4 separate regions of the Mus musculus genome follow, and all the other regions are linked to region 1. A link is a contact called in public ChIA-PET and HiChIP or PLAC-seq data. All regions are on one chromosome and are shown on one strand. The core of a region is the stretch at or near the end of the contact, and the rest is flanking DNA. Distances in the headings are between cores, read along the strand shown. Region 1 holds the start of Glg1 (golgi apparatus protein 1). Region 2 holds the start of Adat1 (adenosine deaminase, tRNA-specific 1). Region 3 holds the start of Gabarapl2 (gamma-aminobutyric acid (GABA) A receptor-associated protein-like 2). Region 4 holds the start of Mtss2 (MTSS I-BAR domain containing 2).

What was found. ChIA-PET counts read pairs in DNA pulled down with a chosen protein or histone mark. HiChIP or PLAC-seq counts read pairs in DNA pulled down with a chosen protein or histone mark.
Region 2: a contact with region 1 is called in an RNA polymerase II ChIA-PET map of memory CD8 T cells, with 12 read pairs. The contact joins the promoter of Adat1 here to the promoter of Glg1 in region 1. A contact is called at or near these places in 1 of 484 Hi-C or Micro-C datasets (CD4 T cells) and 1 of 115 datasets of contacts at active chromatin or transcription factors (memory CD8 T cells).
Region 3: a contact with region 1 is called in an RNA polymerase II ChIA-PET map of memory CD8 T cells, with 9 read pairs. The contact joins the promoter of Gabarapl2 here to the promoter of Glg1 in region 1. A contact is called at or near these places in 2 of 484 Hi-C or Micro-C datasets (CD4 T cells and CD8 T cells) and 2 of 115 datasets of contacts at active chromatin or transcription factors (double positive thymocytes and memory CD8 T cells).
Region 4: a contact with region 1 is called in an H3K4me3 HiChIP or PLAC-seq map of fetal liver, with 3 times the contacts expected there. The contact joins the promoter of Mtss2 here to the promoter of Glg1 in region 1. A contact is called at or near these places in 5 of 115 datasets of contacts at active chromatin or transcription factors (astrocytes, differentiating embryonic stem cells, embryonic forebrain and 2 more).

What each region holds. Positions count from the first base shown.
Region 1 is chr8:111,256,666-111,263,042 of GRCm38.p6, reverse strand. Glg1 (golgi apparatus protein 1) reads left to right here and starts at 3,833. Exons shown (of 26, transcript NM_009149.3): 1 at 3,833-4,272. The coding sequence starts at 3,847.
Region 2 is chr8:111,989,041-111,995,417 of GRCm38.p6, reverse strand. It overlaps Adat1 (adenosine deaminase, tRNA-specific 1), which reads left to right and starts at 3,116. Exons shown (of 10, transcript NM_013925.5): 1 at 3,116-3,237; 2 at 5,006-5,213; 3 at 5,499-5,567. The coding sequence starts at 5,045. Kars (lysyl-tRNA synthetase) reads left to right here. Exons shown (of 14, transcript NM_053092.3): 13 at 411-554; 14 at 1,712-1,979. The coding sequence ends at 1,810.
Region 3 is chr8:111,936,652-111,943,028 of GRCm38.p6, reverse strand. Gabarapl2 (gamma-aminobutyric acid (GABA) A receptor-associated protein-like 2) reads right to left here and starts at 2,326. Exons shown (of 4, transcript NM_026693.5): 1 at 2,177-2,326; 2 at 1,814-1,869; 3 at 355-527. The coding sequence starts at 2,210.
Region 4 is chr8:110,718,783-110,725,159 of GRCm38.p6, reverse strand. Mtss2 (MTSS I-BAR domain containing 2) reads right to left here and starts at 3,684. Exons shown (of 14, transcript NM_198625.2): 1 at 3,370-3,684. The coding sequence starts at 3,438. It overlaps Vac14 (Vac14 homolog (S. cerevisiae)), which reads right to left. Exons shown (of 19, transcript NM_146216.3): 19 at 4,762-5,353. The coding sequence ends at 5,191.

The DNA of each region.
Region 1 (6,377 bases), core at 2,584-5,083:
GTGGTGCCATGCTCTTACATCTTTAAACAGCCCTCTTGTTTATCTCTCATATATGCCAGATCTTAACCAATGCCCGCAATAGTTTAAACACGTTCATCAGCATGTGGGTGGGTTAGTTTGCATCCCCACTAGTTGCTACTAGTTGGCAACTAGAGAGGCTAAGGCAGGAGTATCTGGAGACCAAGACCAGTTGGGGCCAGCCTGCTCTGTGTATTGAAGCCTTGGTTTTTATAAACCCAAGACAAACAAAAATGGTCAACAGATTCCTACTGAATAAATAAATTAGTGAAGCAGGAATCTTAACACAGTACAACGAGTCAATATCTCCTAGTTCTGATAGAGGTCGTGTATTTTATTAAGTCTAGGGGTTAAACCCAGGGCTTTAGACATGTTGGACATATGCTAAAACATTGAGCTACATGCCTAGGTTCTGAGTGTGTGTGTGTGTGTGGTGTGTGTGTGTGTGTGTGTGTGTGTGTGTGTGTGTGTGCTGACAGGTAGAACTTGCAGCGTTTCTCTTCTTCTCTTGTTCCTCTCTTCCTAAGCTCCCAAGTGCTAGAATCACCGGGAATGATGAATGACCATGCCTGGCCTGACGTAGTGTAGCTACATCAATGTAGCTAAGTCAATGAGGCTGGAAGACTTGAGTAAAACCAACCATTTCTCTACCAGTGTGAGGCTATAAGGTTTGGCTCTGTGGAGCACAGCCTGAGCTGGCTAGGTTCCCAGATTTCTCAGTATCGTGTTTCTTGGTCACTGAGACTTCAAGATAGATTTATCCTCATCCCTATCACTAAAGACCATCTGTGGCATGGTGTAGGATTTGCTCAGAGAGATAGGCAACTGCTCCTGTCTCAGAGCCGATTGTCAACTGTGAGCCTTAGACTGGCTTAAAATAATCTGAACACTGGCCCTTCCTGACCTCACGGGCTTGTGGCGGTGTGGTTTTTTGAGACTTATCTATGGACTGTGTATATTTAGTCCACTCTGAGCTACTTTAGTCCATGACTAAGTTTAACAGAAGTCTCAAGATAATTTTGTGGTAGTAACAAGGGCAAGTGCTGGTGGAAATGCCAACGTACGTCTATTCTTAGAGACACAGGCCAGGGCCGTTCATAGTGGGCAGTTGGAACCTTCTCATGGGTTTCCTTTCCTGGTGGCTAAGCCCCTATTCAACTCTCCCGGTTCCAGTCTAGTTAGTATGTATCTAGCCCTGTCAGGCTGGCATCAAATTCACAGAGACTCATCTGCCTAAGCTTCCGTCTTCAGGCACACCAGAAGAGGGAGTCAAATCTGGTTATGGATGATTGCGAGCCACCATATGGTTGCTGGGATTTGAACTCAGGACTTTCAAAAGAGCAGTCAGTGCTCTTACCCGCTGAGCCATCTCTCCAGCTCCCTGTCTCAGCTTCTTGAATGCTGGGATTAAAGTCATGCTCCATCACATCTCTTTTGTTTGTTTTGCTTTAAAAACATTTTATTGGCCGGACTGGACTGATGGTGGTGCATGTCTTTAATCCCAGCATGGAGGAGGCAGAGGCACGCTGTTCTTGGTAAGTTCTTCGAGGCCAGCCTGGTCTACAGAGTGAGTTCCAGGGAAGCCAGGGCTACACAGTGAGATGCTATTTTGAAAAATAAAACAAAGAGAGAGAGAGAGAGAGAGAGAGAGAGAGAGAGAAGAGAAGAGAAGAGAAAGGAGAAGGAGAAGAAGGAGGAGAGGAGAAGGAGAAGGAGAAGAAGAAGGAGGAGGAGGAGGAGGAGGAGGAGGAAGAAGAAGAAGAAGAAGAAGAAGAAGAAGAAGAAGAAGAAGAAGAAGAAGAAGAAGAAGAAGAAGAAGAAAGAAAATTATTTATTTTTGTGTATGGGTATTTTGCCTGCATAACTGTTTGTGTACCATGTACATGCAGTGTCCAGAGATACGAGAAGAGGGCAGTGGAGCCCTTGGGATTGCAGTCACTGATGGTTTTTTAGCTCCCACTGGGTGCTGGGGATCAAATTCAAGTCCTCTGGAAGAGCAATCTTCCCAGCTCTCCATCCTTTTGTTTCCCTGTGTGGTTTTGTTGTTGTTGTTGTTTTTTGTTTTTTTTTTTTTGTTTTTGGTTTTTTAAGACAGGGTTTCTCTGTGTAGCCCTGGCTGTCCTGGAACTCACTCTGTAGACCAGGCTGGCCTCGAACTCAGAAATTCACCTGCCTCTGCCTCCCAAGTGCTGGGATTAAAGGCGTGCGCCACCACGCCCGGCTCCCTGTGTTTTTAAATGGTCAGAAAATACTGACCAGTAGAGATTTTTGTCTCAAGTTGTCTTCATTTACCACCAACATGCTGAATGGTCAGAGTGGGATAGAAGTGTCCCAGAGTGGTGGGAAGATTCAAGGATTCTAGTTGGAAACTGACTGCAGACTGGCAGAGTTCATCCTGGGAGGTTCATTTAATCTCTTGGTACGGAACCATTAATATATCCCCTCTGTACAAAGTTTTTCTCAATTGAATTAGAACCTAACCTTTGTCATGCTGGCTTAGTTGACACCTTGTGTGAAGCCAAGTGTGACGCTCTCAACCCAAGGAGGGGTCACTAGTGTGTAGTAAAGCAATGTTGAAGATGTTGCGTACAGGTCAGCAATACAATTTGCTGACACAGGCTGGACCTGTGGTTCACAGGGGGCCGGGGCGGGGGAAGGGAGGTCTCTGTGAGTTGGAGAGCAGCCTGGTCTATCTACATAGTGAGTTTTGGGTCAGCCAGGGGCCAACAGTGAGACTTTGTTTCAAAAATGGAAGTAGGGGGAGTCTAAGTCCTGTTTTTTGTTTGTTTGTTTTGATTTATTTATTGTTATATGTAAGTGCACTGTAGTTGTCTTTAGACACACCAGAAGAGGGCATCAGATCTCATTGCATATAGTTGTGAGCCACCATGTGGTTGATGGGATTTGAACTCAGGACTGTCAGTCAGTGCTCTTACCAGAGCCATCTTGCCAGTCCCTAAGTCCTGGTTCTTAAAGAAGATGTCCAAGCAAAGGCCCTCGTGTTGTGTTTAATATTGACTATAACTTTTGGGACTTCAAGTTACAGGCCAGGTAGTTTCCTTGATTTTGTTACTTTTTTCTTCTTCTTCTCGAAACAGTCTTAGGTTGGCTTCAACCTTCCTGCTTTCACCTCCTGAAAGCTAGGATCACAGGCATATGCCGGGTTATGAGATGAAGGGTATCAAATCCATGTCTTTGTACACTCTACCAACTGACCCCTACACCCCCAGCCTCTCCCTGTTTTTATTCTAAAAGTTCACAGTTTTACTTTACATTTGAGCGATCATCTTGAAGGCCCATGAGCAAGGATTATAACCTATGTACGCTTAACATTCATCGAATTGTCGCCTGCTTCTCTAGGTAAGAAATACAGGTCAGACACAAAATGAGGCTCTCAGATACCGGAATACATTCGGTTTTGAAGTTCATCTACACACAACAAAGTTTTTAACCCTTCCTCCTCCACCCACCGTGAGTCACCGAACTGGCGAAATATTCCACCGGCCATCTTAGTTGTGTCAGTCCAAATTCACTTCTCTTTTTTCTCTTCCGTGTCAACAATCGAGAGATTTATACCACGGTGCCCCTACGCAGGTTTTCTCAGCAGCTCCAACAGTTCCTCCGGGAAGGCTATCCACTTTCCCGCCAGCCGGGTCCAGGGCGTGGGCCCTTCCTTCGCAGCGCAACCTCCGCTGCTTTTCACTCCGCCGCGGACTCCCGAGTCTACCGCCCGCTGGGGAGGAGCCACGCCAGCCCACGCCCGCGGCTCCGCCCCCTCATTTAAATACACGTCGCCGGCGGGTGCGTCGAGCTCGCCGCGAACCCAAGATGGCGGTGTGTGGACGTGTACGGGGGATGTTCCGCTTGTCGGCGGCGTTGCCGCTGCTGCTGCTCGCGGCAGCAGGGGCCCAGAATGGTCACGGTCAGGGCCAGGGTCCGGGGACCAACTTTGGGCCCTTCCCAGGGCAAGGTGGAGGCGGCAGCCCGGCCGGCCAACAGCCGCCTCAGCAGCCTCAGTTATCGCAGCAGCAGCAGCAGCCGCCGCCTCAGCAGCAGCAGCAGCAACAGCAGCAGTCGCTTTTCGCGGCGGGCGGGCTCCCGGCCCGGCGGGGCGGAGCGGGGCCCGGTGGGACTGGCGGAGGCTGGAAGCTGGCGGAGGAAGAGTCCTGCCGGGAGGACGTGACCCGTGTGTGCCCCAAACACACCTGGAGCAACAACCTGGCGGTGCTCGAGTGCCTGCAGGACGTGAGGGAGGTGAGGAGGTGGGACGAGCCTGGGGAGGAGGGCCGAGCCTGGTGCGGGCCGGAGGGTGTCGCCGGCCTGGAAGCCGCGGATGCCGGGCTGCAGCAGCAGCTTCCCTCTGCTCTTTTCCTTCAGGGCTGTGCTCGCGCCTCTCTCTTTCCTGCCCCTCACTCCCGGGTGCGTTCGGGCAAGCGGATCCCACCCCGATCCTTCCTCCTCCGGTCCCCTAGTTCGCTCCCTGTCGTCGCGGTGTTCTGGGATCAGGACCTCGGCTCACGGCCTCAGTAGGCGCAGGCCTAAGGAGCGTGTTTTCTGTTTGCGCTCCTGTCTTTTGTGTGATGCTCTATGCAGAGCGGTTCCTCGCCGGAAAACCAGTTTAGGATTTGTTTGCTATCCGTTTCGACCTCGCCAGTTTGTAGCAATGGATTTCAACGTGGAAAAAAAAATCGGTACATTTAAACTGCTAAAGATCGATCTGCTGTTTATTTAGCAGTAGGCGCTTGGTGAGCTAACCTGGGTTCTCTTCTGGTGTGAATGTAGTCAAAAGCCGAATTTACTGTTTCTACCACATTCTTTTTTAATTGGTAAATCTTTACTATTTACCTGGTGCTGAAACTATGCTTTTTTTTTTTTTTTTTTTTTTGTCTTCACTTCCTGTGGTCAGTTTGTAAAGGACCTCATTTTTTAGGCTGTTCCTTCATGTCCCTTGGAACCCTATAAAGTCTGAGAAAGTTGCAGGCAGCATTTGATGCTATATAATAAATATAAGGTGTTTGTGGTCTGTAGTGGGGTCTTTCTGAAGTCTTAAGATAGTTGTTTTTGAGACCGGATCTGCTTGTAGCCCAGGTTGGCCGCCTATGAGAGGCATCCTTCCGCATCTGGCTGAACCACTTCATCTAGTTTGAAATAATTTTAACAGTACCTTAGTGAGTTCTTCTAGAGCTTATATTACTTGGTGTGCTCCAGTTAAAAAACATTGACAACTTCTTTTCTATATTTGATGCTGCAGACGTGAGCATATTGGTAGAAATATTTGTTTTCAAAGGTTTAGATAAACAAGATTACTCCCAAAATCTGGCAAGTAGAAAATTGCTATTTGGCCATCTCATTTGGAATACTGTATCTTCAGGATTGTTCAAGGCCATGATGTGACCACTGGTTTATAGACATTTGCTAGTCTTGCTTTAGTGTTATGCAAAGGTAAGGCCCTTTTTTTTTATGGCACATCCTGTTAATTCTGGAACTTGAGAGGAAGAGGCTGGCAGATCTCTCTCTGAATTTGAGACTATAGCCTAGTCAAAGTAGAGAGTTCCAGACCAGCCAGGGTAACAATAGGACTTAAAAAAACCAAAGTCATAAGAGGAAAAGACATACAAAATCAAGAGCCAGAAAGTTTCCAGAGCTACCAGAAATGTGGAACCTTACGTGGGTCACATGTATAGCTTGAAGATTGGAAAGTAGATATAGCCAATAGTCTTTTTTCTTTTCTTTTCTTTTCTTTTTTCTTTCTTTTTTTTTTTTTTTTTTTTGGTTTTTCCAGACAGGGTTTCTCTGTGTAGCCCTGGCTGCTGTCCTGGAACTCACTCAGTATAGACCAGGCTGGCCTCGAACTCAGAAATCGGCCTGCCTCTGCCTCCCAAGTGCTGGGAGTGTGCCACCGCTGCCCGGCATAGCCAATAGTCATAACTGTTAAACTTTTTTGGAATTTTCTATTTGATTTTTGAGGATACTTACTAGATGTTGTTTCCTTAAGGTGAGATTGTCCCATCTGTTAGTAGATACATTGTTACTGTATTGATGTAGAAATAGGATATTATTAAGGGAAAGTGGCAAAAAAAGTCCAGTTGAAGGAGTGCCTAAAGCTATGTACATTATGAACACCTATATACCTTTCCTTAGAGGAGCACTGAATGGTCTTCTGTCATGCATGTAGTGGCCCTCTCCGTCCATAAAGAACAGACTTGTCTAATTTTGGAGTCTTAACTTAGTGGTACCATTTTTCCCCCTTAGATTAGTTTGCATAAAGAAAAGTACACGCAGCTGAAAATGTAGTCACTGGTCTACCATCGGTCTCAAAATTCCCAATTCCCAGCAAGGATATTTCAGTAAATTCATTC
Region 2 (6,377 bases), core at 1,867-4,366, 730 kb before region 1:
ACCAGGCTATCCTACAGCTCTTGGCAATCCTTTGTCTCAGCCCTCCTAGTAATTTGAACTACAGATATGTACCATCACATTCTACTTAAAATGGGTTTCATCCTGAGGTCTCTGGAAATCATTTTCCAGCAAGTTCATCAGAAATTGTCCTGGGCACCTCTGGTGCCCCTTCTGAAAGTTAGAGTCTGTTCATATGGACACTGAGATTGCCTAGAACTGTGGGTTGAGCCCTTTTTGGTCTCATATCAGACATGTACATTATGATTCATAACATCAAAATAACAGTTATGAAGAAACGCTGGAACCGTTTTGTGGTTGGGTCACGGCATTAGGAAGGGTGAGGACCGCTGACTAGATCCCAGACTAGATGATTTGGATCCTTTTGAACATTTCACTCTTATTTTCTCTAGGCCAAGGCTGCCGGTGATGACGAGGCCATGTTCATAGACGAGAACTTCTGTACTGCCCTGGAATACGGGCTGCCTCCCACAGCGGGCTGGGGCATGGGCATTGATCGGCTCACCATGTTTCTCACCGATTCCAACAATATCAAGGTATGTACGCAGGGGCCGCCCAGCTCCTGCTTCCCCAGACTCCACTGTGCTGGGGACAGCGTAGAGGACCTGGGAAAGAAAGCAGAGGCTCAAGAGGTTCCACTTTACGGGAGGAGACTGGCGAGCGTGTGGCTCTGCGGGATTTTAGTCTTTCCTGCTTGAGACAGGAGGGGGTACTAATGGTTTGCTTTTCTTCAGTGTCCAGGGAAACGCTGAGCCCTCACTACATGGTTTGCCTTAAATCAGTCCGTTCTGTGAGGTGTGAAGACGGGTTTTACTGGTGTTGTTACTTGTTGTGAGACAGGATCTCATGTAGCCTGGGCTCTCTTGGAAGGCCATCAGTAGTTTATAGTGACTTTGATATAACTCATATTCCTGCCTCTACCTCCAGAACACAGGGATTATGTTGGTGGAGGCCTAGGAGGAAATTCACTTTTGGTTTGTTTTGTTTTGGTTTGTTTTTTTTTTGTTTGTTTGTTTTTCCACATAGGGTTTCTCTTTGTAGCCCTGGCTGCTCTGGAACTTACTCTGTAGACCAAGCTGACTTCGAAATGCGAGATCCCCCTGCTTCTGCCTTCTGATTGCTGGGATTAAAGGCGTGCGCCATCACCACTCAGCTGAGGGTCACTTGTAAAACAAAAAAATACATGTGGCTCATTTACACCAAAAGCATCCCTTGTGCTTGCAGAGGCCAGAAGAGATGTCAGATCCCCTAAAACAAGCTACACATGGCTATGAGCCACCATGTATCTGCTGGGAACCACATCTCGGCCCTCTGCAAGAACAAGTGCTCTTAATGGCTGAGCCATCTCTAGCACCGGGAACTCAATTTTACGTTCTTTTGGCATGGGACCCTAGCAGGTTCTGTGTCCTTGTCTGGATGCGTACTTCTAGATTTTGTAACATCAGGCAACAGCAAAAGTAGGATAGTGGGGAGAAAAATCCATAGTGCCCTGTTATTGAAAGGCGGGGTCTTACTACATAGTCTGGTTGTCCTGGAACTTAACCATATGGAGACCAGGCTGGCCTTGAAGTCGGGTCGCAGAGGTCTGCCTGCCCCCGCCTCCTGAGTTCCACTGAGCCCGGCTCCTGGTGCTTCTGAACCTCGGCAGATGCTCTGCTCTTCTCAGGAAGTGCTTCTCTTTCCTCTTCTCTAGGAAGTACTTCTGTTTCCTGCCATGAAGCCAGAGGACAAGAAGGAAACTGCAGCGACCACTGAAACCCCAGAGAGCACAGAGGCCAGCCCCTCTGTCTAGAAGGCACATGCAACTATGGTGTCTGCATCTCAGCAGATCTGGTCTGAGGGAGCGATTCCTGTGTGGCGCCGTCCATCTGGCCACTGCAGTCCAACCTCCACAAGAGAGAAGAACTAAAGAAGTTCTTTTTATTCCTCGTTACCAAATAAATCATTTCTCTCTTTACCCATGCAGTGTTACTTTTTCTCCCCCGGGCTGCTGGTCTGATGAGTGGTCTAATTAGAGCTCTGTCATTGTATTCTTTTTAAGATTTATTTTTATTATCAATTGTGTGTGTGTGTGTGTGTGTGTGTGTGTGCATTTAGAGTGCAGGTGCCCTGAGGCCAGAGATGTTGGGTCCCTTAGAGCCAGAGTTACAGGCACTGTAAGCTGCCCAGCACGGAGGCTGAAAAACGAAGGTCAGCCCCATGGGAGCAGGGTGTGCTCTTAACTCCTAAGCCAACTTCTCGGCCCCACCTGCAGTCAGAATCTCTAATAAATGTATATTAATGTCTGTCTATTCAGTATGAGCCATTGTGCTGAAATACTGGAAACAACCAGAGAACAAAAGTCAAGTCACTTCTTCCATAAAAATCCCTTTTATTTTCTTTAGGGCTTGAGTGCAGAGTTGAGGGAGAACCAGACCAGATCCAGTGCAGGTTCCTTTTGGCTGGAGGCAGACTTAGACTGCAGTACAGGAGACATGGCTCAGTGCTGCAAGGGATTGATGCTCTTACAGAGGACCAGGCTTCAGTACCCAGCACCCGTGTGTCAGGCAGCTTGCAACCGTGATCCAGTTCCCAATACCCTTTTCTAGCTGCCTTGGGCATTTGCATGCACATATGTGCACAAATTGACAATTGATACAGGCACACGCACATAAATCTTTTAAAATATATACATGCATATATGTCCATAAGACTGTATTTGAAGAGCCGGGCAGTGGTGGCTCATGCCTTTAATCCCAGCACTCCGGAGGCAGAGGCAGGTGGATTTCTGAGTTCGAGGCCAGCCTGGTCTACAGAGTAAGTTCCAGGACAGCCAGGGCTACACAGAGAAACCCTGTCTCGAAAAAAAAAAAAAAAAAAAAAGAAACGATTTGAAGAATAACAATGGGTTATGAGAGAAATGAGTGAGGGCCAGGTCATCCAAGCCCATGACTGAGGTGAGAAACTGTCAGAGGATCTGCTTATAGTTCTGTTCAAAATTTTGATGAGATGCGAGCTAAGTCGGTCTTTGCTGCGGAGGCGGCTTCCTCCCCTTTGCACCGTTCCCACAGACTACAAAGACCAGCGTGCTTTGCGGGCAGAGCTTGACCGGAGCGGCCCTCTAGGGCGTCACTTCCGCTGCGCAACCTGGTTAAACGAGCGTGGCGGTAGAGGGGCATCGCGTGGAGGTTGCGGCGCGTGGATAATAGGGTGTGAGGGACTCCGGATCGGCGTCTCGGGGTTAGCTCTACACAGTTGGCCGAGGGGAGGGCGGTGGGGGGAGACTGTGAGGACCTGTGTCCACTGCTCCCACGGGGAGGGGTCTCAGCCCTGCTAGGCTCTCCAGCCCTGCGGTAGGAAGGGTGGGAAAAGAAGTGTTTGTTTGTTTTTTCAACCTTTGCACTGTTATTTTTAGCCAAAGCAATACCTGTTGTGAGCTGCTTCGTATGAAGGAGCCCTGGGGTTGTAGAGATGAATTACAGCGGACCCAAAATATCGAAACGTTCGACAACTGCGTGAATGACGTGATGTAGTTTGGACCGCTTCGTCCCCTTGTTTTGTAGTTCTAATGTGTACCTCGAATTTAATGGCAGATGGCTACCTTCATAAAATAAACTTCTGTGATGCCTATCAGGAACTAACAGGATTCTGGGATTCCTTCTAGAAATACAAGACTTCTCTGCGTTAGACTTGAAAGTTACAATCTCTGTCAGCCCCTGCCAGAATAGTCATTACCATTTACTGCAAAATGTGCCTGCATTTTGCAGAAGTCTTAGAAATACCTTGCCAAAACATCGCATCAGAGCTCAGAAAAAAAACAAACTAACAAAAAAAACAATTCTGTTGTTTATTCTACAAATGCTCTGCCATCTCTAGCCATCGCGTGAGCTCATCTACGGAGCTTTTTATATAATCGACTGAAGTCGAGCTATATCCAGTGAGCGCTAACAGCCAAGAGTGAGAGAATTTCTTCTGCCAACTGTAGGCCTCTTTCAGATCTGATCTGCATAATGTTCTGTTAGGTTGTATGGAAGTGGCTTGGTGTGCCCGTTACATTGCTTCTCTTCTGCCACCAATACAAATTTCCCAGATCACCAAATGTTGTATCTTCTGAATGCTAATCACAGTATATAGACATTTGCCTTTTTAAGTATTTATAAGAGATGTTAAATACTAGCTAGGTGGCACGTGCCTTTAATCCTAGCACAAAGGAGGCAGAGGCAGGTGATCTCTGTGCGTTCCAGGGCACCCAGGTCTACAGAGCAAGTCCTAGGACAGCCAGGACTGTTACACAGAAAAGCCCTGTCTAGAAAAAAAAATGTTAAATACTATTAGTCATGTTTTAACAGATGTGAAAACTAATTACCCAGGAATCACACAGTTCATCTGTATTAAAACTGAGATTGAAACCTAGAAAGTATAACTCCATGCCCACACCCTTAAACACAGCTGCTGTGAGAGCTTTCAGTGAGAGACTTTGGAAATTTGCTGGAGTGAGGTAGATTAGAAACGGAGGAAAAGAACATTTGTCTCAAAAGAAACCTTGTAAGGTGCTAACATGCCCAAAGCAAGCTGAAATCTGAGAGGACAGTGTAAAACATAGAATGGCCACATTCATTAACTTATCATTTGTGTTGATCTTGAAGAAATAGCTTGTCTTCTGGGCTTCACTCTTTTTTTGTTGTTTTTTGTTTTGTTTTGTTTGTTGAGACAGGGTTTCTCTGTGTAGCCCTGGCTGTCCTGGAACTCACTTTGTAGACCAGGCTGGCCTCGAACTCAGAAATCCACCTGCCTCTGCCTCCCCAGTGCTGGGATTAAAGGCGTGCACCACCACGCCCGGCCCCTGGGCTTCACTCTTCATTAAAGATGGGAAGGGAGGGAGGTTAATAAGAAAAAAAAAAAAAAAAAACAACCTTAGTCTGAGCACCGTGGGGCTTCACTAGAGATGGCTGGAGTGTTGGAGTGAGGTTCTATCTTACTACGCTGTTTCTCCTTTCTGTTCTGATAGATTTGGCTTTCTATAGTGGCCTCAGCTCCAGCTCCACCTATGTGGACCGCGGATGAGATCGCTCAGCTGTGCTATGCACACTATAACGTCAGACTGCCCAAGCAGGGGAAGCCTGAGCCAAATCGTGAGTGGACCTTGCTGGCAGCTGTGGTGAAGATTCAGGCTTCAGCTAACCAAGCTTGTGACATCCCTGAGAAGGAAGTGCAAGGTGAGAGCCCCTTTCTTTCTCCCTGTCAGCAACCATTGCAACTTACTGGGTTATGGGAACTATGTTAGGTGTTTTCCCCATTTTGCCCACCAGGTGGCGCAGTACTTCTGGTGGCGACAAACCACCCCAAGGGAACTGCAGTCCCGTTGACTCCATCTGTGAGAATCCTCCAGAGAACGGAGGAATGTGGACTTATTAAACCGAAACACTAGGAAGTGTTCAGCCTCTGAGAGTCCACTCGCTTAATTAATGCTTTGTTTGTTTTGTTTTGTTTTTTCCTCTCAGTGACAAAGGAAGTTGTCTCAATGGGAACAGGAACAAAATGCATAGGCCAGTCCAAGATGCGAGAGAGCGGTAAGCAAAGACTGGGCTCTAAACAGTAGTCTCTGTGCTAAGTCCATACTGACCTTGTCAAGGAAATGGGGCCATGCTGCTTAGAGTGGCTGACCCTTCATTCACCACTGACTGTCCTCAGGATCCGAAGACCGTTCTTTGGCTTCGTTTTGTTGTTGTTGTTTTTTTGCGACAGGGATTCTCTGTGTAGCCCTGGCTGTCCTGGAACTCTATAGACCAGGCTGGCCTCGAACCCACGGAGATCATCCGCCTGCCTCTGCTTCCCTAGCACTGGAATTAAAGGTATGCACCGCCACCCAGCTGACCATTCATTTTCTTAAAAAATGAGAATCCAGAGCTGAACATGAACATGGTGGTGCATCCCTGTCAACCCCACACTAGACGCTGTGGCAAAGACGTTCAAGACCAGCATAGTAAATTCTCTGCCTCAAGAGAAAAGAAGGAAAAGAAATCCAAATCGGGGCGGAAATCCCCAGGCTTGTGCTTCTGAAAGGCAGTCAGCGCTCTCAGGTTTGAACCAAAGGTTCCTGAGTTCAGTCATCCCACGCTACATCTGGAAGGCAGTCGGGCTTAGTAGGGAGAAGGGGCAGCCTTGGAGCTTCGGAAGCCGGCAAGCAACCATGAACAGGCCTTCGGCATCAGCAAGAATGCTGACGTCCCTTCCGTCCTCCTAGCCGTCACTCCTGTATTCCAGGACAGTGTCACGTCCGCTGTGGAAATGTGTCACCGTGAGCATGACTATGATGCCGTGGTATAAGAGATCTCCATCCCTGAGTTGCAGACGCAAGATTTCTGTAACCGGGTGGCACA
Region 3 (6,377 bases), core at 1,077-3,576, 680 kb before region 1:
CTTTATATGCCTCAGTACAGGGGAACGCCAGGGCCAAGAAGTGTGAGTGGGTGGGTAGGGGAGCAGGGCATGGGGGGAGGTATAAGGAACTTTCCGGATAACATTTGAAATGTAAATAAAGAAAATATCTAATTAAAAAAAGGAGGAAATAAACTATCTTGAAAAACCAAAAGAGAGAAAGAGGGAGGGATAGGGAAAGAGAGGAAGGGAGGGAGGGAGGGAGGGAAGGAAAGAAGGAAGGAAGGAAGGAAAAGGAAAGGAAGAAGTTGTACTAAGAACACCTCCTATGGTTTGAGTTTTATAAGCGGCGAATGGATTTCCAAGCCACAGGCCCAGCTAGCAAACACTTCTTACCTGGACTGTGGGACTGTCTTGTCCACAAACAGGAAGATGGCCTTCTCGGAGGGAAGCTGGATCCTTTTCCTGATGATCCACATGAACTGAGCCACAGTGATGTCCGAGGGGACCAAGTACTTCCTCTTGTCTATGTCAACAATCTGAGAGCCCGAGACTTTTTCCACGATCACCTGGGAAAGACGGGTCAGAAGCTCAGGCCAGTCCTCCACAGAGCAACTTTTGCCTGGAATCCACAAAGGCTGCTACCTGGTTCCCAGCACTGTGAGAGGGACGGCGAGGGAGAGCGAGCTCCAGCACTTACCCACAGGGCTTGATTGCTCCAGTCTGATGAGCAGAGTGTGGACAAGGCAGTGTGTGGGAAACGGCACAGATGAGTAAATCAATATGCCCACAGCTCAAGAAGCCCCGCTCTGGAGGCCCAGAGCTGACTGATATTCCTCATTTCTGATCTCAGCGTTTGTAAGAGAAGCACAGCTACAAAGCTTTCTATCTTCTTCCAGAGACAGGGTCTCTCTGTTAGTCCCAGATGTCCTGGAACTGTAGACCAGGCTGTCCCCAAACTCTGAGATCAGCTGCCTCTGACCCCTGAATGTTGGGACTGAAGGCACGTGCCACCCCACTGCAAGGGTAGCTCTCTAACATTTTATCTAGGCCGATGAAAAGATTGATCTGGCTAGGGTTTCATCTGTCATCTTTTGATCCATAGATAGACCCTGTTAGAGCATTCCAATCCCCAACAACACTGGAAAGAAATGGATGAACTAAGGGCAAAGCTATACAACTACAGCCACCCAAGAGCCGACATTTTCATTTGGCCTGTTGCTTCTCTCTGAACAGTTAACATTTATCCTCCTGCTTCTCAAAGGGACTGTTTACAAGCAAAGCACTACAATAGTAAGACTTTATGTCCTTCAAAAATCAATAGTGATATCAGAAACGATCGCCCCAACTAGGGCAGAAAGCAGAAATAAAGCAACATACTTATTGATTAGAGGCAAAACGAGAGCATTTCAGATTTGTTAGTCAAACAAGGATGGCAGAATCAGGGTAAAGAGAAACTCGAAGTTAAAGGTCCAGCGTTAAAGATGACTACCTTGAAAGGATGCTACCGTATCCAACCCCAAATGCCAGTCTCCCTCCACCATCATTCCCCAAAGTGGCAGTGACCTGTTGCCCTGTCCTAGAACACGGTTCCTTACATAATTGGTGAGGGAGCCGAGAGGCTGCAAGCAGCTTGCTGCCCTAGATCGGGAGATTCAGCACTGGTGCCCCTGGACAGCACCAGCCCCTTAAGCCCCAAGCTTGGGCCGGCGGAACCCCAGGCTGTCCTCGGTCTCTGGGCTACACCTTGAGACCTTAAGTTCTCAACTGTTGCACGGCCTAGCGCGCCCGCCCGACACCTCTCCTAGACGCTAAGGGTGACAGCGGGGTGAGGGGGCGGGGAGTCCACACTCACCGGAACTCGGTCGGGGTACTTCGCTCTGATCTTCGCGGATTCCACGCATCTGTGTTCTGGGGAAGAAGAAAACCAGGCTGACATTCGCACTTGCCGGACAGCAGGGCCGCCGCTGCCGGAACCCCTTCTTCCTGTCCGCCCTTCTCCGCCCGCAACCTGCCTGCGTGCGTACGCCCCGAGTCCTAGCCCCGGAGTCCCTCGCCACAGATCCCCTCAGGAACTCCCAGCGAGATCCACGTAGGGCGACACGGGTCCGTGGGAGGCGCCAGGATGCCGGGGCCTTGGCGACCCAGCGGGCCCGGCAGGGCGGCGGGAGTGGGGGAGGGGCCGCGATCTGGGGCCCCGCAGGCCGACCGCGCTTACCCAGAGAGTGGTCCTCCTTAAACATCCACTTCATGGCGACGGGAAGCGACGGAGCCGGCTCTTCGAGCCGCGGACTTCGGCGAAGCGACCACAACAACAACGGAGGCGGCGGCGGCAGCGACGACTACTCCACAGGCGGGACTTCCGGCTGCCGGAGCCTAGCAACCTCCCGGGGCGGGGCTTCCGGCGGGCCTGGTAAGAGCTTCAGTAGGCTACGATTACGTGAGAGGGCGGAGCCTAAGCGGAGACCTAGGAGCGCTCCTGGGAATGGAGACTGACGTAGGTGGCTGGGAAGTCTGTGAGTGACAGTGGAGACTTTAGGAATTAGTGACTGGAATGGAGTTTCAGGATTGTGCATGACAGGCAGGTCATGGCTCATAGCTTGGAACGCTTGTAAAGGGCTCTGGAAGGGGAAGTCTGGGGCTTAAGGAGAAATGAATATTAATTTTTGGCTGGGTGAGAAGGCGGGAGCTCGGCATGGAGGGATAACCTGTTCCAAGCGCTGTGTGCAACGAGTACTGGTGACCACCTAGAGGTCTAGTATAGGAGTTGTTGCACCTAAAATTTGATTTAAACAAATCTCACTTCCCACTCACGAATACATATTTTAAACATTCATGAACACTTATGAACAAGTACCACACATACTCATTTAGTCAACGGAATATCCCTGATCACAGAGATTCTTTATCGGAAACTGTCAGAGGCGAAGTGCCAGTGTCAGGCGGGGAGGATTCCTGGGAGAGCTGGTCATAAGACACCCTAGGAGAAGGAGCTGGCAGTGGGAGTGGCTCGGCACTAACCCTGAGCTGTGGGTGTCACCTGCCCTAGGCACAAGCCTCGAGGTTCCACCCCTGTCCAAGTCGTAGCATAGTCATCCAGGAAGTCGGCTCTGGGTCACCATCTGTTTATGCACTGGTGAACACAGAACATGAATATGCAGTTAATCGGCCACCTGACCACGTGCTTATATGATCTGCCGCATCTGTAGAGCCAGTGTTTGAACCTTGTCATCAATCATTCCCTACAGTTGAAATTCCTGATAGATGCTGTGGCTATAACTTCATTCTGAAAGTATTTGTTATTTTCCACTGGGGGGAGGGGAGAGACTCAGTTCCCAGCAGGTAAAAACGCTTGGTGCCAAGCCTGCCAGACGGAGTTCAATCCTGAGGACCCAAGTGATGGAGGACAACCTGTTTACAAAGGTTATCTTCTGGCCTCAAGGCATTCACTGTGGCAAGCCTCCATACACATACACACCCAGATGCAGGGAAGATAATGAAAATCTTAAGGAAAAAAAAATTTAATTTAAAGAACTTTTAAAACTTTGTGTTAGCTGGGTGTGGTGGCCCATGCCTTTAATCCCAGTACTTGGCAGGCAGGTGGATTTCTGAGTTCAAGGCCAGCCTAGTCTACAGAGTGAGTTCCCAGACAGCCAGGGCTACACAGAGAAACCCTGTCTGGAAAAAAAAAAAAAAAAAAGACTGTGTCTGAGCAACTAGGTGTTTGTCTTCTGCAAAACAAAAAATGCATTGAGTGTTATGTTGCAGACATAACACAGTGCTGTTCTGGAGACTGGGAGAAATCCATGGAGCAAAACAAACAACACCCCTGCTGTAGCAGAGCTTTTGTGCCTTGGGAACAGAAACTAAATGTCAGGTGATGACAGGTGACATTTAGAAAAGTAAAACAGTGGATGACAAGAACATGAAGCACTGCTGGGGTGGAGGGCTACTACAGAAATTGTCAACTGCCAGGAACACAGGGGACCCCAAGTGGCTAAAGAAATGAGAAGGAGTGGGACGAGATAAGGGTCAGAAAGATCTGGAACAAACCGGTGTTTTGAGTTGCACAACTGTGACTTTTACCATCAGGTAACAAGAGCTTTTAAGAAGATCTGTAATGCATTCAAGCATTTTTTTTTTTTTCAAGATAGGGCTTCTCAATTTAGTCCTGGCTGTCCAGGAAATCACTCTGCAGGGCAAGATAACCTAGAACTCAGAGATCTGCCTGCCTCTGCCTCCTGAGCTCCCGGAACTAAAGAACTTTGCCGACACGCCCAACTCATTCAGACATTTTTTTTAAACGATCAGGTTAACCTGGGAGTGTAGTTCAGAGATGGAGCACACCCAGGCCTGGATTTAATCCCCAATGTAAGAAAGAGAGAGACGGGAAAGAAATCACTAGCTGGAGATTTAGCTTAGCCAGTAGAGGACAGCATGCCTGAAGCCTTGGGTTCAATCCCTAGAAACACATAAACCAGCCTGGAGGTTTATACCTGAAATCTCAGTTGTTTGTTTGTTTGTTTGTTTCTTTTGTTTTTTTGGGGTTTTTTTTTTTTGGTTTTTTTTTTTTTTTTTTTTTTTTTTTTTTTTTTTTTTTTGGTTTTTCGAGACAGGGTTTCTCTGTGTAGCCCTGGCTGTCCTGGAACTCACTTTGTAGACCAGGCTGGCCTGGAACTCAGAGATCCACCTGCCTCTGCCTCCCCAGTGCTGGGATTAAAGGCATGAGCCACCACGCCTGGCTTTTTGTTTTGTTTGTTGAGACAGGGTTTCTCTGTAGAACAGCCCTGGCAGTCCTGGAACTCCCTTTGTAGACCAGTCTGACCTTGGACTCAGAAATCACCTGCCTCTCTCTAGGGTTAAAAGTGTGTACCTCAGCCGGGCATGGTGGTGCATGCCTTTAATCCCAGCACTTGGGAGGCAGAGGCAGGCGGATTTCTGAGTTCTAGGCCAGCCTGGTCTACAAAGTGAGTTCCAGGACAGCCAGGGCTACACAGAGAAAAGCTGTCTCAAAAACAAAAAAAAAAAAAAAAACAAACAAAAAACAACAACAAAAGTGTGTACCTCTATGCCCTGTTCACCTGCAAAGTCAATCAATGTGGAGGCAGGAGAGTTGGGAATTCAAGGTCATCCTCTGGTATCATTGGGTTGAAAACCATCCTGTTTCAAATCTATTTCTCAGGGGCTGGTGAGATGACTCAGGTAATAATATCTGCTGCCAAGACTAAGGACCCTTGAGTTTTGTCCCTAGGACCCTTGTAATGAAAGAAAAGAAGTGAACCGGTCAGTGATGGGGCTCACCTTTAACCCCAGCTCTCAGGAGACAGAGGTAGGCAGATCCTATCTCTCTGAGTTCAAGGACAGCCTGGTCTAAGAAATGAGTTCCAGGACAGCCAGGGCTACACAGACAAATCTTGCCTTAAAAACAAAAACAAAAAAAACAGGCTTAAGAGGCTGAAGTTTAGCTCAGTTGTAGAGTACTTTCCTACTATACACAAAACCCCTAGTTCGAATCTCCAACTGCAGAAAGGGAGTGAGGGAGAAATTTTTCAAAGCTGGTCATTATTGTGGAGAGCTTTTGGGGCCACTTGGCGCACAGGAGTGGGAGTGGGGGGCACTTTGACATTGGACCAGGACAAGGAAGTGTGCTAAAGGGAGGAATTTGACATTGAGCCAGGACAGGGAAGTAAGCTCAGGCCTGAATCTGATTTGGGGCTAGAACAAAGAAGTAGGCCTCAGGCATGAATATGATTTTGGGTTAGGATGGGGAAGTAGGCTCTGCTATCTTGGTCACCCTGATTAGCCCTTAGAAAAAGTGATCTTGGGACATTGTTTATTGCCTTGCTCGTTCCTTGACTATTTGTGTTTATTGTCTTGTTTGTTCCTTAACCTAGAACTGACCTTTTTACTTGCATGTAATTAAAATGGTAAAAAAGCAGATTGGGAAAAAAATAAAAGCATCTCAGCCTCTGAACTGGCTGGGGTCATGCTACAGTGTTGTCTAATTGTCTTTTTCTCTTTTTAATCCTCATTCCTGCCCTGGAGAAACTGTTGACTGACTGAGCTGGTTTGGTTACACTATCCCAGTCCAAGACCTGTGTCTATCCCTTAAAAGCATGTAAGAGCTAAGTACACTTCCTAGGGAGAAACCCACTGTTCATCACCCAATAGGCAGGCACGTCCCACGACAACTATGATGAGGAGCAATGTCTTTCTGTCTTATTTGCTCAGATGGTACCTTTTTTTCTTTTGGTTCATCCTTCATTAAAGCATCCATGTGTTGGTCATTGCATTTAGCTTTCTCAAATATTCTAAGGCACTGGATGCCTTCTACATGGGGGCAGCAAACGGAGGAGGTGAGTGGAGCAGTAGGAGGTAGATCAACCATCATGGCAGACCATTAAGTCAGGCAGGATGGA
Region 4 (6,377 bases), core at 2,435-4,934, 540 kb after region 1:
CTCTCCCCCACCCACACAGCTCTGAATAAAAAAAGCCCACCAGGTTGTGAGGTTGTCCCTGGCAGTCCTGAGGAGCTAACCCAGGCACTGGCCTCTAGGGGTTTTTCAAGATGGGGCACCCTCACACCTCTTAAATGCTACTTGGCAGGGAAGCCCGCTAAGACCTCACTCCAGAGTGTGAGAAACTGCTGGGAGCAGGGTGTCCAAAGTTAGTTCTCCTGGACCCCAGGAAAGCTTGGCCCCCTCAGCAAGCCCTTGGTTGTCTGAGAGAGTAAGGACTCCCCCAGTGGTAGGCCAAGTCCACTTTACCCTCTGTAGATAGATCTGCACACCCCAGTCTTTAAGAGCCTGGCTTCTTTTCCCCATCCCCCTATGCCTGACTGACAGGTGCCCCAGGGAGAGTGTTCGCTTCACCTGGCCCAGGCTCTAAGCCCCGATGTCATCACAGTCACAGGAACTGCACCTGCTGGCCAGGTGTTCTGGGCCAAGCACTGCCTCATGCATCACTCACCACCTCCTGAGTGACTCCTGGAATGCAGCTCGCTATTGCCCCATTTTCTTGATGGGAGAACTGGAGGCTCAGGGAGGTTGACTGATTTGTCTGAGGCCCTAGGGATTGGGGTCAAGGTCTGATCCTATAGCTGACATATCAGGATGTAGGTGCCCTGTTTTCAGAGAAGCGGGGCGAGGAACAACTACATTCACTTCTATGTGGGAAGGTGACAGGGACTGAGAGAAAGGGGGAGACTCCAGGTCTGTCACAAGCATGGCCACCGCTCTGGAGCAGAGGGAAGGTGCTCACCAGGATGAGACTGGTGTGGCTGTGGTGTGTCTGGGGGCAACCCAGGCTCTAGTCTCAGAAAAGACTTTTGGGGGCACCCCCAGCCCCAGATTTCCTCAGCTGTAGAATCAGGGCCTGTGTGTAGACTTCAGGGGGTCACTTGCTGTGGGAACTGCTTAAGAGGGCAAAAGCCCCAGCTCTCTGTCAGGAGCCTTTCCCTGTGGCCAGAGCCTGTGTCTGTGTGACACTTCTTAGTCTGGATTAGGATGAACCCACTTTCAGGGTAGCATGGGATGGGGACCCCATTTCCTCTGCTGACTAGGCCTAGGGCCCCAGGCAAGATCAAGTCTCTGGGTTCAGTTGGCCTGAGAGAGAGGAGACAGGGCAAGCTAACCAGCTCTCCAGGGCCCTTTCAAGCCCCTGGGTTTGCACCCACCCTCCTCTGTCTGTGTAGTTGAAGATCTGAGTGGGGACCCTTCCTCCCACACCATCCCTCAGTGCAGGGTTGGGGCCTTCTAGTGGCTCCAGAGAGAGTCCTGGGCAACTCACTAGGAATCAGCCCCAGGCAATCTGAGTCTCCTTGAACTTCTTGATGGTGGCCACTGAGCAAGACAGCCAGAAGCAGCTTTTTAAGTCCAGCCAATCAGTGCAGGTGGCCGGCCCCTTCAGGGTCCCTAATCCATGCATGTCATTGATAGGGGCATAGTATACATGATCTGATGGTGCTTGGTAAAGTCTCTTCCATCTTGGCCCCACGTATCTAGAAATCTTGCCTGCCACTAAGTTCTTTGCTGAGACTGGACCCGTGTCTCAACTGAGTTCCTTGCAACTGGCAGGAATGGAGGATACTATCCTGCTGTCTCGTCTGGGCAGAAGTGGCTGCTTGCTGCAGTGTTTGCAGTGGGAGGCAGTGTGGGTGGCTCCCACCCTCTGCCAGCCCAGGAGTGTCAGCTAGGGGAGGTGGTCTGGGTTACACAGTTTCAGAGAGGAGCTGGTACCAAAATGCTGAGGGCTAGTGATGAGGCCCTCAGGTGGAGTTGCCAGAGGAGCTGGTACCAAGATGCTGAGGGCTAGTGATGAGGCCCTCAGGTGGAGTTGCCAGGGGTGTGTGTGTGTGTGTGTGTGTGTGTGTGTGTTGTGGCGAGGGAGGAACCCCAGGGAAAAGTATAGAACTATGGGAAGGCGCTGACGTGCTGCTAACTTGTAAGTCCCAGGCCAGTGTGGTTTCAGGCCTCTTTTTAGGGGGCAAGTATCTGACAGATGCCTTCCCTTACTGGGGGTGTTTCTTGGCAGTACTAGGAGGGGAGCCCCAACTTCTTGCCTCTCTGCAAGGCATCACTTTCCTAAAGCATTTTTCTGGAGCCCTTGGGTAGGGTGTACCTGTACGTGGGTTCCACAGCCCCCAGGGTCTAGCAGGATTCTGATTTGTTCTTGCTAAGTGCGAGCCTAGGGTAAGGATGTGAGGAGGCTCAGCACAGGGCCTAGTTTCTTCCGTTTTCCATCGTGTTCCTAGACCAAGGGGTACAGTGCAGGACAGGAACACTGGCACTCGATGCCCACCTTGCCACTGAAGCTTTCCCTGCCTAGTCAATTCGGATCAGCCTCGTCAAACACTGGCCTCTGGGGGTCAGGGAGAATTCAGTAAATTACCAGATGGATAATAATGGCTGAGGTCCCGAAGCAGGATCCAATGGTCTCCTTATGACCTTGAGCCATTCGCAGGCCTCAGTTTCCCCATCTGAACAGGGTGCCTGCTCAGTCTGACCTTGAGTGATCAGGAAGGGGGGGTTGCTGAAAGCGCTCCCCAGGTTGCTTAGCCAACACACAGCCTACCTCCTCCCCAAGGTGGATTCAGTCCTACCCTTGGGCTGCAGGGAGGACCCCACCCGAGGATTGGAGTAATGGAGCTTGCTGGATCTGTTGGTGTGTGTGTGTGTGTGTGTGTGTGTGTGTGTGTGTGTGTGTAGGTGGGGCTGCATCCATGCAGAGGCCCGAGGCTGGCGGGGCAAGAGTTAACAGTTCTTTGCTTTATTATTTTTTTCCTGCTTTGGCGGTGACAGCATTGTCTGGGCTTCGGGGCGTCGGGGGTATGTGTGTGTGTGTGTGTGGGGGGGCACTGTGGTGAAAGGGGGCGGAGGCCCGAGAGACCTTGGATCCGTTAAAGGGCCTTAAAGGTCGGTCCTAAAGATAAACCCAATTCATAGTTTGGGGGTCTGGGGTACCGAGTGTTTGCGGACGCTCAGCTTTGGATCGGGATCCTACGGGGCGACCTCTCGGACATCCCAACCTGCGAGCACTCACTCCCACCCTTCGGACCCAGACAGGCATTGGGCGCAAGGCGGGCGCAGGAGGACAGGCTCAGATGAAACACACACACACACACACACACACACACACACACACACACACACACACACACACACACACACACTGCCCGCACACACACACACACACACACACTGCCCGCACACACACACACACACACTGCCCGCGCGCACACACACACACACACACACACACACACACACACACTGCCCGCCACGCGTCCCTCAGAGGAGACCCGTATGCCCGGAGCTTGCCCGGGGTACCTTCATGTCGTTGACGATGGCCTGGAAGAGCCCGCCCAAGGCGCCACACTCCTTCTCCGCCGTCTCCATGCTGGGGCCGGGCGCGCGGCGGCAGGGCGCGCAAGGGGCGCGGGGAGCCGTGCAGGGGAGGGGCCGGACCGCCGCGGGCGCTGCTCCGAGGCCGCGCCGGGGCTCCCTGCCTCGGGGCCGCGCTCTCAGCGGCCGGCCGCGCCGCGCTCCGGGGTTGCGGGCCGTGGGCCGGCAGCGCGGGCCATGGCTCGGTGGGGCTGGGGGCGCGGCGCGGGCAGTTCGCGGCGCAGCCTCGGCGCGGGCACTGGAGCGGCGGCGGCGGTAATCCGAGCCGCCGAAGCTCGGGCGTCACGTGGGCGCGGCGGAGGGAGGGCCGCGGGGAGGGAGCACAGGAGGGGGCTGTGGGAAAGGCCGGGCGGGCGAGGACCCATTCACGGCCAGAAACCAGGGCTTTGAAATCCGAGCTCTGGCGCTGCCAGACTGGTCCGGCAAGAGGGGCCGGCGGGAGCGGGCGCCGCCGCGGGTCGGGGCGGCGCAGGGGCGGGGCCGGGCCAGCCCCCCACCCTCCAGCGGGAGCGGACCCGGGTTTGCACCTTCAAGGCCTTGGGCTCGACCAAGATGAAACCCGCCAAGGATGCAGTCCTTAGTGCATCCCGGCCTGATGAATAGCACTGAGCATCGTGCAGAGGGGAACGGGAACTGGCCGCATTGGAGCTGTCCACCACAGACCATCCATAAAGTCCAACCCTCCTGCACAAATGTCCTTCAGTTCCTTTTCTAAGTAGTACCGGTGTCACCTGGATTGGGGGTGGAAATAGTGATGGTGTCCCGGCCCAACTTCCTCGTGAGTAGGGTCTGTGTTGAACCTGCAGAGTGTAGTGTGTGGGGATGCACGCGTGTACACATGGGAGGGCAAGTACTGCTGTCGTCCAGGAGACTCCAGGTGAACCTATTCTCATGGGGCACACATAGTTAGGGCTCCAGGGGAAAGCAGGCACAAGCTCCTGGCAACTAAAGGGCCGCAGCAGGCAACTAGGGTTCACCAGAACCCAAAGCCAGGTGACAGACGCGGTTCTTTGAGCTAAGTCAAAGATTGGGGCATTTATCTTTGATTTCCTCCCATTGCTCACTGCTCTGCAGTGTTCTGCTGTGCCATTCCTGCTTATGGGGACATCCACATTGCACAGGGACTCAGAAAGCAGGACTAAGGATCGAGAGTAAGGCCAGGAGGAAGGTACTGGTCCTGGGAAGAATTGGTCCCTGGATTCATATGGGAATCAGGGCTTAGAATGAAGCTGGCTTTCCAGGATAGGTGAGGCCCCAGGGCAGCTGCAGCATCAGGCTTGGCACAGGTGCTAGCAGAGAAGGAGCAGGCAGACTTGATTAAGGATTCTGTGATTTCTTTATTGGGGCAGGGATGGACATCATTCTGTAGAGGTCTTTGTGCTGGCCTGTGTGCATTTCCACACAGATGTACATATGCACACACACCATGCCAGTGCTCTGGGGCCAAGGTCAAGCTCTTCTCACAGACAGGGATTAGAAAGAGGCTGCTTCTGGATTCTGAGGCTGTAGTCCCGACTCAGGAGAGAATCCATCGGTCCCAGGACAGAGTGTAGCTGACAGTGCTGGGGTCCAGGTGCTCTGCTGGGAGGAGCTGAGGCTGACAGAGCCAATACCATCCCCCTCCCTACCCTGGCTGGTGGTTGGGTCCAGCCCTGCTGGAGGCAGGTTCTTAGGCTCCTTGTGGCCTCAGCTTAGAGACCCTGAGTGCTTCTTAGGCCACTAGGGCCCTTTTCCATGCTAGGCACATCAGAGGATAACTCTGCGGTCCAGGTGATCCCCTCGCCCACTGCGCTGGTGTCTTACTTCCAGGTGCTGTTTCTGGACTTTTTCAAAGTGCTGCAGCAGCTCTGTGTAGTCGATGCTGGGGGAGTCACCTTTCTGGGACTTGGGGGCCGCTTTCAGACAGTCTCTGGGAAGATGGACAGAAGTCAGAGTCAGTGTCTGCATCATGGTAGGTGCTGGTGGGGTTCAGTCTCTGGGCACCTGTGGGTCCCTGCCCAAGACATCTTCCCAGCAGCCAGACCCATAGTGCTTAGGGTCCCATGTCCACCCCCTTTCCTGCAGCTGGTGGGAACAGCCAACCCGCTGCTTGGATGTCTGTCGGCCTGTGGGCTGTTGATGGCGCCCGGAGCGTTGCATGGGGGAGCACTTCCTGTTTACCAGTGGCTCCCTTTAGGGTGAGAGCCAGGGCCAGCAGCCAGCCAGGAAGGCAGCTGGGGCCTGGAACAGGGTCTGGGGAGAAGGGGGAGGCGGTAGCCCAGCCTTTTCTCTGTGGTATGGCTGAGACTGCAGACAGCTGGGATCGGTGAAGTCTCTCTGTTGGACCTATAACTTGGCAGGCCTTGGGTCCCAAGGCCTGTGATCACTACCTGCTCCCAGAGAAGAGCTTGTCTTACCACAGGACATGCTGACCCACCTACACTCCTTCCAATTGACGGACCAATCCTGTAGCCTCTCATCAGCTGGGTTTAGCTTGCCACCCAGGGTCCAGTCCCATTCCTAACTGTCCTTATTCTGTTCCCCACACTCCATTCTGCCTCACTGGCTTAGAGCCCTGGCAAAGGGTTTCATGAAGGCTGTGACCAACTCGGCTGAGCGGACTCCCTGGGGCCTCTGGGTGGGTGAAGAGGCTGACTGAAGCAGAGGAAATAGGATAGCAGACCTGGCCTAGACATCTGACCTTACACACAAACCTCCATCCTAGTCTGTAAGAGGTTGCCACAGGAGACATGTCACGTCCCCGAGTATAAGGTTCCCTCCCGCTGTGACATGACAGAAACTTGCCTGTGTCCAGCCCCAGCTCAGGTATGAGATGGGTAGCTACATACAGCTCTACCACTCCTCGAGCAGGCAGCCCAGGGCCTGGTACACTTGGCTGCTCTGTCTAGAGCTCCCACGATGGCACCTTCCCCAGTGAGGTTGGCCAAGTGAGA